Regions from separate parts of the Callithrix jacchus genome. Here region 2 is linked to region 1. A link is a contact called in public Hi-C data. All regions are on one chromosome and are shown on one strand. The core of a region is the stretch at or near the end of the contact, and the rest is flanking DNA. Distances in the headings are between cores, read along the strand shown.

What was found. A called contact is a pair of places that touch in the nucleus more often than the background predicts.
Region 2: a Hi-C map of induced pluripotent stem cells shows a contact between it and region 1, with 2.3 times the contacts expected there. The contact joins the enhancer-like site here to the promoter of CALM1 in region 1. A contact is called at or near these places in 2 of 3 Hi-C or Micro-C datasets (induced pluripotent stem cells and skeletal muscle).

Annotation. Positions count from the first base shown.
Region 1 is chr8:125,274,672-125,282,026 of calJac240_pri, reverse strand. CALM1 (calmodulin 1) reads right to left here and starts at 3,450. Exons shown (of 6, transcript XM_002754194.7): 1 at 3,249-3,450; 2 at 406-436. The coding sequence starts at 3,251.
Region 2 is chr8:125,383,489-125,390,843 of calJac240_pri, reverse strand. All of the region lies in intron 1 of LOC128928858 (a long non-coding RNA gene), which reads right to left. Among named protein-coding and RNA genes, the nearest start is that of CALM1, 110 kb to the right of the region's middle. Within about 2 kb of position 3,308, at least 4 of the 16 cell types and tissues checked have an H3K27ac peak or open chromatin away from gene starts, as enhancers often do.

The sequences.
Region 1 (7,355 bases), core at 2,201-4,700:
CTTCCTAATTATTACAGTGGTCCTAACACTCATTTTCATTTATTTTAGGATAGCAAGCACAAGCTTCCATGGCAGATTACTGAAAGACCCGTGGCATAAGAATTGTAAACTAAACTGTTGAGTAGCAGGCTCAGTACAATTTAATCATATGCAAACTTTGCACACTGTGGAACATGGTCAAATTCTCCAGTTTAACAAGTGGGCATCCTTAGTTTTACTTCCTTTCGCCTCATCTATGAAGTACTGGCAGGAGTAACACCTGACCTAAATGTTTCTTCTTACTGTTCTTCTTTAAATAAATTCCTAGAAAACTGCCCAGACTGTAGGGGGAAGGAACAGAGGAGTCACCAAAACTGAGTCAGTGCCTAGTTCTGGCCTTCTGGGGACTCCCTGGAGTTAACTTACCAGCAATCTGTTCTTCGGTCAGCTGATCAGCCTACATGAAGAAAGAAAAGGTTATCATTCAGTCCACCATAGTTTGGTTGAGATCAACATAGGCTTTCCAGTTACATTCTTAATATTGTGATCTTTCAAAAATCACTCATAAAAAATATTTTGAAACCTGTAGCACTGTCACTTAACCAAAGTAACTAGAATAAAGGAAACTCTCTACGCTATTTTAACAAAGGATTACAAGGAAGCGACATCTGCTCACTTCTAAATTTTCTTTTCTGGGCCCGTGGCTTAGTTTGCTCCGCAATCTCACTAGGCTAAGTTCACAATGTGAAAAATGGCACCTCTAGTGGCAGAAGGCCCCGTGGCACCAGCTGCAGTGGCAGCAGACTCTAAGACAGAAGAGCGCCACCTACTGCATCATGGACACTAGTCCCCCCTCTTCCGCCAACAAGGGACCCAGCCCACTGCCACTGCCACCACAGCCAGGATCAGGATCTCATCCAGGGGCTGGCTTTTAGCACACCTTGCACACTGCTCCAGGCCCTCAAAATCTCCAAACTAGCGTTACATAATGGCATTGGGTTGGATTAGCAGGCTTTTATATCCATTTTATGAGAAATAATAATTAAGTGGAAGAAAATATACAGCAGCTAGGTACCCCATCAACTTCATTTCCATGTAACAAATGCTTTCCAATCCTTTAAATTAGGCAGTTATTTGTTAAAAGCCTACCATTACAACCGATAATGCCCTAGGTCAAATTATCCTATGATTCAGAAGCCAGGAAAAACTGGTACCATCTTACACAGTGTTACAAAACTGCAAAAATTAGGTACACAGAAAACTACAATTCTCAGACTATAAATATACTTCTCTCTTTTCTGGCAAAGAGTATCCATTAAATTTGCTGGAGAGTATTAACCCTATCTACCTTAAGAATGACGTAAGAACTGCTCTTAACAAACACACTTCATTGGAGTAATGGCCACGAAGGTAATTCTCACTTGTATTATTTGGTCTCTACCACACTGAACCTGTGCTTCCAGCCGAGAGAATCGAGACTTCAAGGGCAGCTAATATGTATTTCCATTTTAATGAAGGATGCCTAAGAATCCAATTACAAAATAAGTCCTAATAGAAAGGTGATGAAGTGTATTCTCTTAAGTGAAAACTTTAACAGTAGGAATGATGTTCCAATACATTGATTTTGAGCAAAAACTTGTTTTTTACAAATTACAAACGGGTCTTCCTTTCTACCCCATTCACTAAAAACTGGCTTTCTTTAAAGGACGGAGACACGATGATTTATGTAACATCAGGGCAACATCTGTCTTGCACAACAGCAAGCGCTGCCACACCTTGCAAGAGAATCTGTCACCTTAAGGGGAGAACAGCCCCACCTTGCTACAAAACTCTCTTGTTAGAGGGGTTACCAGGAACATTAAGTTTCTAGACAACGAAATCCTCCTCCCCCAAATGGCGCTAGCCTTGTGGGCAAAGGCGTTACAGAACCCTGCAGGGAACCATCTCCCCACCCGCCAAACCAGAAATGCAGTCGGTGATGTCAGCCCTGTCCGCCGAGGGAGGAAGGGGCTGTGGAAAGCACCCAGAGAGGCGCACAGTAGCATCTGGCAATCTAGAGGCTGCAGAGAAAGCGGAAACGTGGAGGGCAACTCTCTGCGTCCTGGAAGTGCGCGGGGCAGGAGGAACGAGCAACCAGGGGCTGAGCAGGGCGCGTGCCCGAAAGCAGGCGGGGTGCAAGGCGGCCCCCAGGCGGGCGTCCGGACGCCGCCGCTCCTCGGCCTGGAGGGTCCCCATCCCCGGCCCCCACGCTCCAGTGCCGCGGCCAAGGCCGACCCGCACCTCCCACCCGCTTTTGCTCCCCATGCGGCGAGCCCGCCGCGCCACCGCCTCCTCCCGGAGCAGAAACTTTGCGTCTCTAATGGAAACCGAGCCGCGCGCCAGCTCCCTCCTCCCCCGCCCCCCCCGCCCCAATTAGCGCAAGCCGGGCGCCTCCCGCGGGAAGAGCCTCCTGGTGCACCGAGGTTCACGCCCGCCTGCACTGCCGCACCAGGTGGGGGGCCGCAGGGGTGCGAAAGCGGCAGGCATGAGCCGCGGCCACACCGCAGGGCCCCGCCCGGGCGAAGGGCGGCCCGGCAGCCGCTTCCGCCCTCTCCGCCCCCAACCCCTCGCCTTCCTGCCCCCCAACCCCACCCTTCCCGGTTCCTTCCTTCCCAGCCCACGCCCGCGCCGCGCCCCCCGAGAGGAAGGAGGGGAGAGCGCCTAGCAGGGACGGCCAGGGTGGGGAGGTGGCGGGCGCTGACTGTGCCCACAACACTCGGCTGGAGCAATGTGCGCCACCGGAGCGATCCAGCCCCATTCATTCTCAGCTGCCCACCCGATCTGCCACCTTCGCGCCGGGGGAGAAGCGAGGTGGGGAGGGGCGGGGGGGAGGTCTAGTGCCCGGCCCCGCCCGGCTCCCGGGCCGAAACGCTTCGCAGCAGGCAGCCCGGGTGCGGCGCTGCTGGATGCAGTGGGTGCGGGGCCGGGAGGGGGAGGGGGTGGGGGCTGGGGGTGCGGGGTGGATGCGGAAAGCCCCGCTGCTGTTGTGGCTGGAGCCCCTGCCGGTGGACGGCCCACGGCCAAGTCCAGTCCAAGGGGATCCAATAAATGAAGCTCCCTGGCAGAGGTCGCCGAGATGCAAATCCAAAATGCATCTTCCTTTAAACGCAGCGGCTGCGTAACATTCAGAAAGGAGAAACCTCCCCCAAACCAAAAACAAAAAACAAAACAGAGATCTGAGAAGAAATCTTGGGCAGCTGCTACGCCGGCATTTGCCACTCCCGACCTACCATGGTGTGAGCGAAGGGAGCAAGAGCAGAGGGAGCAAGAGTGGCTGCACCAGCGCGGGGGCTGTGACGGCCGGGGTGCCTCCGACGGTGCTGCTGCCGCTGCTAAGGCGCGCTGTGCTCTGTGCCGCCGCCGCCGCCGCCTGCGCCGCCGCCTAACTACCAGTAACCGCGCCGCGTTCACGAGACTCGCAACAGCACTGCCGGAGCGCGAGCCTGCTCCCCGGAATATATACGGAGCGCCGTATCCCTCCGCCGTGGCGGAGTCGCCTCGCGCAGAATGGAGCTGCGACGGCCGGGCCTTGCCCGCGTGGCCCCGCCTCCCGGTCCGCCCGGCCTCCTGCCGCTCCCTGCGCGCCAGTCGCAGCGACCCTGCGCGGCGTCGGCGACTGGGAGAATTCTAGGCTGGGTGCGCAGTCTCGGGGCAAGTGTGGCGGGGAGTTCTCAGGAGACGCCCATCCCGAGCCGGGGCGAAGACAGAGCGCCTGCCTAGTCCAACCTTGGGGCGACCCAGAGCTTTGGAACCGTTCGCCCTGCTACCCACCCCAGCCTCACCCCACCTGGGTGATTCTCCCACCTCAACGTTTCCAACCGCTCCACTGGGGTTGCCGGCTCCCGCGTGCCCCTCGTTTTTGAGTCTGCAGCAGCCACTTCCAGTTTGGGGTGCTGCGGGAAGTCCTGGGACTAGGGGGTCCGCGGGGAGGTGGAGGCACAGGAATCGGCCGCACTCCTTCAGTGGCAGAGGAGGGGGTCTGCAGAGGACGAGGTAGTTGTCCTCCTGGACGAAATTGGTCCCGTGTTCTTCGGATTTTGGAGCAATATCCGAGCCAAATTATGTATGTCCAATTGCTAAATCTGTGTCATGTTGCTATGCTAGATCAGTCTTTAATGTTTTATGTTTCCACTGAATATTTTTTAGGTTGCCTGAATATTTCTCTCCTACTATTTTGTTCTCCTTGTGGAGAATACTATTCATCCTGAGGCCCGTCTTACTAAAATTAGTACCTGTGCAGTTTCTACAGACCTTAAAACTCGGGCTTTAAATTTTTGGTAATTTTTCCGATCCTGAGAGGGGTCAGAGTCTTTATTCATAAATCCACAGAAACAAAGAAGAGAAAAAGCAGAAGTTTCAAATCTCCTAGATTACAAGTGGAATATACAGCCAATTGCCTCTATTATGGAGCTAGATTGTATTTTAAACTACAATCTTGATTATATTCATTTTTAAAGAATATTTAAATTTACTAGTTTTCCATTTTTTAACATATTTCTTTTAAAAGAATATTTAAATCTTTTAAGTTTACCAGTGGTTTCCATTTTTCTGGAAGGTAGAAAAAGAACAATTTCAGCCAGTAATGTGAAGCCCAGGACTTGTGAAAATCTTGACAAAATGCTGCAGTTTCTTTTCTTGCCAAGGCAGAACACAGAATTTGATCTTTTGTTTACAGGGCCCAGGCAACAGTTGGAGGTTATCATTTGCTGACTCTTTCACAGACTATGGCAAAGTGTGTGATTAACATGATCTGCTAGAAAGGGCTTTGCTTGGTTCTGTTTGTTTCTGGTTTTGACAGAATCTGCAGGAAGATGTTTTAAAAGAAGGGGAAATACAGGCACATTGCACATGCCACAAGACTTCTTGGGATAACCTCAAAAAGACATCAGCATCTGTGGAGCTGTTCTACTGATGTTCCTTCTGGAATCCCGCAGAGTGAACCTGCTGTTTAATTTAGAGAGCGGCTGCAGCAGCAAGCCAGGGGATGGTGCTGCCTTCCCTCTGCAGATTAGAAAGACACTATTCACCTCACCAACCTAATCCCAATCCCTGCAAAAAATACTACTACTCTTGGGCTCACAGGGGAAAACCTGAGTAGGAATAAAGCGTACATATTAATGGGAGAGTTGGAAATAGAAGGAAAGGGACTAATACAAAGTAATTCTAAAGAATACTCAATAATCCAGTCAGTTACAAGCCTAAATGGCCAAACTCATTATTAAAACTGCTTCTTTCCCAAGGGTATTGGTATTCTTTCTGTGGGGCTTTTCATATGGTAGGTAGTGAAATACAATTTTTTTTTTTCTTGAGACAGAACCTCACTCTGTTGCCCAGACTGGAGTACAATGGCGTGATCTTGGCTCACAGCAACCTTCGCCTCGTGGGTTCAAGCAATTCTCCTGCCTCAGCCTCCTGAGTAGCTGGGATTACAGGTATAGGCGCCTGCCACCATGCCCCACTAATTTTTGTATTTTTAGTTGAGGCGGGGTTTTGCCATGTTGGCCAGGCTGGTCTCGAACTGACTTCAAGTGATCCACCTGCTGCAGCCTCCAAAGTGCTGGGATTACAGGTGTGAGCCGCTGCACCCAGCCGGGGAAATACTTTTTAAAACGTGGTGTGCATTGTGTAAGTACAGGGAGAATAATGGCCCAGAAATGAAATGTGTTTAATTATTAAGGATCTACTTGTTTCTGTTAGTCTTCCAATCCTTGTAATTATTTTGGTCTTGGTTAAGTTGCTACAATCTATGGTTTTGAAAGCCAAGCATTCTGTAAAATAATGTTTTTCCTCTGTCATTAACCTTATTTCACCCAAATATAACATGTTGAAACTTTTTTATGACTTTACTTGCTAAAAACTGTACATTTCAGAATCCTTTTACTTACTATAATAAAATTCATTTTTCTGAGTCTTCGTTTTTTACAAACTAGAGTTCTCTTTTGGTAATTCTTTAATGTATCAAAGCCCATCTTGGTTTTCAAGTCCATCGGGTTTATAATGAGGTCATGCTTGCACCGTTTTATGGACATGCTTTTCACAGTTTGATACTCTGAAATGTAAGAAGGTCAAGTGACTTGCCCAAGATCTTACCGTGAGTCAGGGATGGGACATAAAATAGAGCTTAAGCCCTTGCTCGGGGGTTATCATATTAGATAATACATTCGTGATGTCGATATCTGAACATTTTAAAGGTCCAGTGTTAAGAGTTTGTGTGTTTCATAAAGCAAATTCTTCTGACTGCCTACTTAAAAGTCACTGGGTTTTCAGCAGCAAATAGACTGCTTTAAGTAAATACACTTCCTAATTTATGAAGAGATCAGCAATCAGGAAAAGAAGCCACGTTATTGTGATATCATAATTTACCGAGAACCAAAAACCTATAGAACATTTCATATCTAAAGGAAATTGTTCTATAGGAAGTTATTTAAACAAGATAAAAGTAAATGGAAGAAAAGTAAAAATGATGCAGCCCCAAGCCAGGAATCTCATGTTAAGTATCATTTCTGTCACTCACCAAATCACACCAACCCTCTGAATCTGACAGAAAGGACACAGATGTAACAAGAATTTTGTACTTGGTCTAGAAATTCATTCTAGCTGTGAAACCCTGTGTCTGAGGTTATATGATTATATACATATATAACCTGTGATATATACATACACACACATATACATATATTGAAGATGGAGAAATGGAAATAGTTTTAAAATAACGATTATTCGGCACTGACTATGGCCAGGCCCTGTGCTGAATGTATTATTTCATCTTCCTACCCATCCTGTCAGACAGGTATCATTATTATTTTTACGAAGGAACTGAGGCACTGAACAATTCAGTGGCTTGCCTAATTTAAGTGGAACCCAAAAATCTAGCTGAGAGTCCAAGCACTTAAGCATGACACTAGAGCTGTCTCCTGCAGGTTAAAAGAATTTTTTTTTTTTTTTTTTGAGACGGAGTCTTGCTCTGTCGCCAGGCTGGAGTGCAGTGGCACAATCTCAGCTCACTGCAACCTCCACCTCTTGGGCTCAAGTGATTCTTCCGCCTCAGCCTCCCGAGTAGCTGGGACCACAGGCACTTGCCACCACATCTGGCTAATTTTTGTATTTTTAGTACAGACGGGGTTTCACCATGTTGGCCAGGATAATCTCAATCTCTTGACCTTGTGATCTGCCCGCCTCAGCCTCCCAAAGTGGTGGGATTACGGGCGTGAGCCACAGCACCCAGCCAATAATATTTATTTTTAATTTAATTTGCAGTAGGAGGCAGAAGCAGCAAAGATTAAGATGAAAATCTGGTTTATAAAGATACTTCTTACCCAAGGGTTTTAAATTAAAAT
Region 2 (7,355 bases), core at 2,059-4,558, 110 kb before region 1:
TCACAGCTCCCAAGAGGCTGGACACTTGCTTGAGGGCTCAGCAAGAACAAAGCTGGTCTCTGCACCTTGCCCTGTTGGGCCCCAAGACCTCTGCTACAACCGTCTCCTGCCTGGGCCCGTGGCCCCCACCCTACCTTCCAGAAAGTTCTCCCCCAAGTTCCTGGGTGAGAGCCAGTGGCCCTGGCATGTGACAGTGTTTGGCTTTCTCCCATCAGAAGAGCAATGTTTTCCTCTCCTTGCCTGTACTTTCTTTTAATGACTTTTTGGCCCAAGGCCCAAGCTGGATCAAAGCCTCCCTGGGGGAGGACAGTAGGGGAGGACAGCGAGTTTGCTGTGAGAAAATCATGAAGGTGAAGCTTATGGCTTAGGGGCTGGAGAGGACAGATAGACCCAGGGGGCAGGGCTGCCTCTGGCTCCAAATGGGGAAGGGGTGTGCAATCGCTCTCTCTCCTCCTCTCACCACAGATGCAGAAGAGGAGGTGAGGACAAGGAGCACGGGAGGATGGAAAAAGGAGCCCTTTAGGATGAGGTGAGAACAGGAGTTTCCCAGTGTGTTAGCCGTGACCGGACAACCTCTGGGTCTGAGCTTGAGGTCCCAGTGGACCCCTGTCTTCAGAGAAGCCTGAAAGATCTGGTTGGATAAGGAAGGGAGTGGAGGTGGGGCAAGGAGCCTGGGACTGTCTCTAGGAGATTTTGATTCCTTTCACCTTCCTTGTGTCTCACTCAGCACCAGCCCCTCCCCACCTGCCAGGCCAGACCCCACCGGAGAAGCCTGGGAAGTTCCACTTGACTTGGCAGATCCCGGTCTCAAGGGAAAAGGAAGCCCTCCTGAGAGTAGCTGCCCTGTAGCTGGGCCTCAAAGGGGCCAGGAGGGGAAAGGGCCAGGACCTGCAAAACACACCTGCTGATGGCAGCCTCAAGCAGCCCCTCGGGGCAGGGGTGGGGGGCGTGTGAGTGGTAAACAGAAGGGAGGTGGCTCCCCCCTTGGGAGCTGCTGTGATGCTGCTGTTGATACTGTTTTGGAGAGGGAGCAGGAGGCAGCCACCATGGAGCGCAGGGCCCCAGGGAACCAGAGAGAGCCACTGCAGCACCACCAGTCCTGATGGAGCACAGCATCGGGGAGACCCAGCAAAGATTTGGGTGAGGGGCCCAACTGCACCTCTACGGGCTAAGCAGAGACACTCCCTCTAGACAGAGTCACCGCGGTGTGTCCAGAATGCCTTGGGTTTCATACACACTGACCTAAGTGACTTTGCATGTACACACACCCTGCACACATGTTCCCATGCACTCTTACACACATGTGCTCACACCCTGCACACACACCCTTGCACACAACTACACACATACAAACTTGCACACATATACACACTCGCACACAACCCTGCACTCACAGGTTTGGCGTGTGGCCACGTGGTTTAAGTCTCAGCATCACCACTTCTTGGCTCTAAATGTGGGCATTCCGCTTAGGCTCTCTAAGCCTCAGTTTCCCCATCTGCCAGGGAGAGCCAGTGCTCTTTGTCTTACCTCTGGGTGACTGTGAGGGTGGCATGCTAACTGCCAGCTGAGACCCATGTAAGTCATTGTCCTCCCCATTTAGTTGAGGAAACCGCATCTCAGCACAGTGAAGGGAGTGGCCCAAGCACCTGGGCCAAGTAGCAGGATGGGGCCTGAATCACATTTTGAACGAGAGGTCACCTGGACATCACCCATTCATCATTCACTCATGTGTGTCCACATGAGTCAGCAATTTGTGCACACTCATAGATGCACACGATGGTAATAATGGCCACCATTCATGGGCAATTACCACAGGCTGGGCATTGCGCTAAGTGCCTTACCTATGCTCACACAGCACCTCACACCGCAGTGCCTCCCTGATTTGTTTAGCTGCAAGTAACAGAATTCAGCTAAACCAGAAATATAGCCATTGTTATTTCACCCTGATCATAGGCAGTTTCAGGGTGGCTTGGCAGCTTGGTGAGGTCATCAAGGACCCAGGTTCTTTCCCTCTCTCCGCCCACCATCCTCAGTGTTAACCTCATGCCACATAGTTGCAGGATGGCTGCTGCAGCACTGGCCATCACGTCTACACTCCAGCATGAAAGAAAGTGAGGGTGGACTTAAGACAACTCTCACACCATTCCCTTTTGTTAAGAAGCAAAATCTCTCCTAGAAGCACCACCCACAAGACTTTCCCTTACACTTCATTGCCTGAAATTGAGTCAGTGGCTCTCTAGCTGCACAGGAGGCTGGAAAGAAAGGGCCTGGCATAATTGACTTAGACAATGAATCAAGATTTAGCCCCCGGGCTCGGCGTTCTGCTGCCTTGAACAAAATCAGCTTTCTCTTGGCTAAGGAGAGGAGGTGAAGGTCGATGAAAATGTCAACCGCTGTGCCCTTGAGCACCATCCTTCATCCCTCCTCCAGGGGGCAGTGTGGGACAGAGGACACAGCAGACAAAGGGGTTTGAACTCGTGGGTTGGGGGACAGTGAGGGACCCCAAATTCTGATGCATCTACGTCCTTAAGGGCAGGCCTGCTGCAGACAGCTTCCTGGAAGCAGCAGGGGCTACATATCTGGTGTGTCCACCCCAGGCACCACAATCCAGGCCACAGTGGCTCATGTCCCTCAGCCCAGACACCTAGTTCTGTGGTTCTCAACCTCTGTTTCTTCCTGCCATGACACGTGGGTGGGATGGCTGCATGCCCATGGCAGTCCTCCCCTTCACCTGCCCTCGCCAAAACGTATCTGCCTGCAAGTGTGCAATGATGCTGTCATGGGGTAGCCTGGAGTCCCCTGTAACTAAAGACAACAGGAAGTCCGTGGCTCACCTCCCCCAGGCATCGCAGGGAGCCAGCCGAGAGCCCCTCATGCTCCAGTGACTGACTCGTGGAGCATCTGCGAAGATGGTTTGTTGTAAGGGCTGGCTGTCAGGTTCCTTCTGGAGGAAATGTTAATCCGGCCTGCCCTTCAGTCAGCACAGCCTGAGGACCAGCCCTGGCTGCGTGCTGAGGGCGGGGCTTAGCTGTGCAGGACCAGCCACAGGTCTCTTTTGGGAGGTGTGTCCCCGCTGGGATTTCATCTGAAAGCCCCCTCTCCAGGGTCCTGCCAATGCCATGTGTGCCCTGTGGGCCTTGGTCCAGGCCGTGCATTCGGGGGACGCTCTCTGAGCTGGGGCCCTAGCCGCTGTGCATGTGATGTTTGGGGTCCCTGACCCTGCAAATGCTCCAAGCTCCCTGGAACGCCCTTCCTGCCCACCAGCAGCTTCTGGCTGGTTTCCTTCTGCACGCTCTGCAGAGCTGGCCACCGCCTACCAAGCCTGGCTTCTTGCTTTATGTTAGGCTCTGCAGATCTCTGGCAGCTGCTGTCTCTGTCCCGGGCACTGGTAGAGGGAGGGGATGGAATCTTCTCCAGATCAGGGTCACAGATGGAAGCGGAAGCCCCTCCAGGCAGCGCATGGCCTCAGGACTCTTGCTGGGGGAGCCCCAAGAAATCTGGTATTTGCTGGGCGGTGCAGGACTCCACCCTTTGCACAGATCTCCCTCCCACTGTCTCCTCCCTAAACACTGATCACTGAACTTCTTATAAATGCTTTTGGGTATTAAGATGGGGTTTGGAAAGGTTGTGATGACACCACTGTCCTCCAGCCTGGGTGACAGAGCAAGGCCCTATCTCAAAGGAAAAAGAAAGACTGTGGCTGTAGATCCGGGTGGCCCTTCCCTTTGAGAGAGCACGTGGCAGGGAGTGGCTGGGTGTAAAGGGTGCACGTGCCGAAACCCAAAGAGAGGGAGTCCCCACAGGCCCCCACATGGCTGTGTCAGCAGCTCTGGCTTCCGGCAAGTGGTGGGAGGGGAGGGCGTGCTTCTCTGAAAAGGTTACTGAAGGTTGTTTCACTCAGAGGATTTGGTGCTTTGCATTCTCAATGCTTGGGGCTCAGAGCTGCAGGATGTGGGAGACACTGGGGTTTCAGCTCATCTCCACCCTGTGGGGGCAGGGGCAGGGGCAGGGGCAGGGGTAGGGCAGGGACTGGGTGTTCTCTCTGGCTGCTGCCACACTCCCTGCAGGGAGGGAGGGGGTTCTGGTGAGGAAGGGCCAGAGCTCAGGTGTTCACACCTGCTGTGTGCTGAGCCTGTGCGGTGTGCAGGGGACATGGGGCCCTGCCCCCGAGGAGTGTTCATCCCTGGAGAGGGGTTGATGGTCATGTAGGTCACCATGGAGCTGAGGTTCCCAAATGGGGGCAATTGTGTCTCTCAGGGACCATTTGGCAATGTCACAATAGGCAAGGGATGCTACTGGCATCTAGTGGGTAGAAGCCAGGGGCACTGTTAAAAATCCTGCTCTACACAGGACAGCTTCCCACCACATGGACCTGTCCAGCCCCCAAATATCAACAGGGCGTCTCTGGACCACCAGTGTGCTGCTGGGGAGCCACCGTCTGTCTGGCCAACTAACTCCGTGGTTGCAGGGCCTGGGGAATAGCGAGGAGCAGCAGGAGTACCAAGACTGGTGCACCCGATCCCCTCTCCTGGCGCAATGCTGCCTGGTCAACCGTGAGCTTGCTCATCAGCCACCAGCCCACGGCCATGGAGAGTGGCTTGTGGTCTTTGTTCGGCTGTGGGGTAGTGAGAGCCTGCTGGCCATAGGATGGTCCAGCTCTTTTCTCAGGCTCTTCGAGTCCCAGCACACACGGGGACCGGCTCTCCTCTCAGGGTGGCTGGGGTCCCCCCGGACTTGGAGAGATGCAGCCATAAACAGGGAGCTTTCTTCACGCTCAAGCATCCAGCCACCTCCTCTGGCCTGTCTTGCTCAGAAAATGGACAGGAGGTGGCTGGGCACAGTGGCTCATGCCTGTAATCCCAGGACTTGGGAGGCTGAGGAGGGTGGATCACGAGGTCTGGAGATCAAGACCATCCTGGCCAACATAGTGAAAGACCGTCTCTACTAAAAATACAAAAATTAGTTGGGTGCGGTGGCGCCTGCCTGTAATCCCAGCTACTTGGGAGGCTGAAGACGAGAATTGCTTGAACCCAGGAGGCAGAGTTTGCATTGAGTCGAGATCATGCCTCTGCACTCCAGTTTGGCAACAGAGTGAGACTCTGCCTCAAAAAAATAAAAAATTTATGGCCGGGCGTGGTGGCTCACGCCTGTAATCCCAGCACTTTGGGAGGCCGAGGCGGGTGGATCACGAGGTCAAGATATCGAGACCATCCTGGTCAACATGGTGAAACCCCGTCTCTACTAAAGATACAAAAAATTAGCTGGGCACGGTGGCGCGTGCCTGTAATCCCAGCTACTCAGGAGGCTGAGGCAGGAGAATTGCCTGAACCCAGGAGGTGGAGGTTGCGGTGAGCCGAGATTGCGCCATTGCACTCCAGTCTGGGTAACAAGAGCGAAACTCCGTCTCAAAAAAATAAAATAAAATAAAATAAAAAATTTAAACATTTAAAAATTAAAAAAAAAAAAAAAAGAAAAGAAAATGGACAAGAGGCTCCCGGTTGTGTTCCCGTTCCAAGACTTTCTTGCCCAGAGCACTGAGGCCCAGATGGGAACCACCAAAATAGGGCAGAGGCCACATCAGAGTCCACGCCTTACCTCATTTTTTGGAACTCCCCAGCTCCTTCCAGATAAAACCTCCATCTGCCCTTCTAGTGACATGACTTTGCTTTCACTTGCTTTTCTAACTGCCCCCCTTGTCCCTCTCAAAGCCCTGGACTCTTCGAAGTCCCTGTCCTCCTGCCACGGAGCCCACCTTCCACCCATCAACACTGACTTGCCTCCCCCGCCACGTCCCCACCCAGAAGCCCGAATTTCATGTTTCCTCTTTCATCACTCATGCCTCAGTGTCTCCATTCAGCACTTACTACATTAGAAATTCAAACAAAAGAAAATAACTTTAGTAATCAATTTTTTACAAAAAAAAAAAAACAACAAAACTTCTTGTACTTTCTGAAAACACAGAGAAGTGTAGAGAAGAAAACCAAAGCCTTAAAATGCTTCACTCCTAGAAAGCCACTGCCAAAGCTGAAGCACGTCCCTGCCTGTGTCTCAGCGCAGACACACACCAATAAATCCATATGTCCAACTCCACAGAAGCAGGATCTCTTTGCGGTGGCCGCTTGTTTGTCCATTAGTGTGACATGGAGAACTTTCCCTGTCAATACAAACACCCAGTTGTGGGAAAGTACTCCATGGGACCCACAGAGTCTAATCTAATTCTTCAGTTCCCTATTAATGGACATTTAGATGATTTCCAACTTTTTTTTTTTTTTTTTTTTTTGGAGACAGAGTTTTGCTCTTGTTGCCCGGGCTGGCAATGGTGCGATCTTGACTTACTGCAATTTCTGCCCCCAGGTTCAAGAGATTCTCCTACCTCAGCCTCCTGAGTAACTGGGATTACAGGTGCGCGCCAACATGGCCGGCTAATTTTTGTATTTTTAGTAGAGACAAGTTTCGCCATGTTGGCCAGGCTGGTCTTGACCTCCTGACCTCAGGTGATTCACCCACCTCGGCCTCCCAAAGTGCTAGGATTACAGGCATGAGCCACCCCGCTCAGCCCGATTTCCAACTTTTTATTTTAACAAACAAGACAGGATTGTCCAATGTCTACTTTGAACCAATGGTAATCATAAAGGTAGTAACTACAGTGCATTCCGCACGGTTTACACACCTGGCATTGCTCCAAGCACTTTATACACAGTTACTCACGCCTCCCCACCAAACTGTAACATGGGTACTGTGAGTGCCCATTTTACAGGCAGGTACAGTGAGGCACGGAGTTTATGCTACAGGTCAAAAGTTAGTAATGGGCAGTGCCTTCATAGCCAACTTGCCCACACTCAGGAAAATGTTTCTAATCTTTTGATAATCTAATGAGGTGTTGCAGAAAATCTCAATGTTGCTTTTATTTTCATTTTTGTTACTCAGAAATTGATTTTGATTTCTGTTTTTTTCTAAGTGTTGATAAGCCATTAGCATTCTTTGCTTTTTTTTTTTAAAGAGATGGATTCTCCCTCTGTCACCCAGGCTGGAGTACAGTGGTGCAATCATAGCTCACTGCAACTTTGAACTCCGGGGCTCAGGTGGTCCTCCTACCTCAGCCGCCTCAGTAGCTAAGACTTACAGGTGCACATCGCCATGCCCAACTAACTTATTTCTACTTTTATTAATTTTTCTTTTGTAGAGATGTGGTCGGACTGTGTTGCCCAGGCTGGTCTTGAACTCCTGATGTCATGTGATCCTCCCACCTCAGCCTCTCAAATAGTTGGAATTACAGGCATGAGCCCAGCCTTAATTTTTTAATGAATTACTTATCCATGTCTTTTTCTCATTTTTCAACTGAGGCCTTCACACTT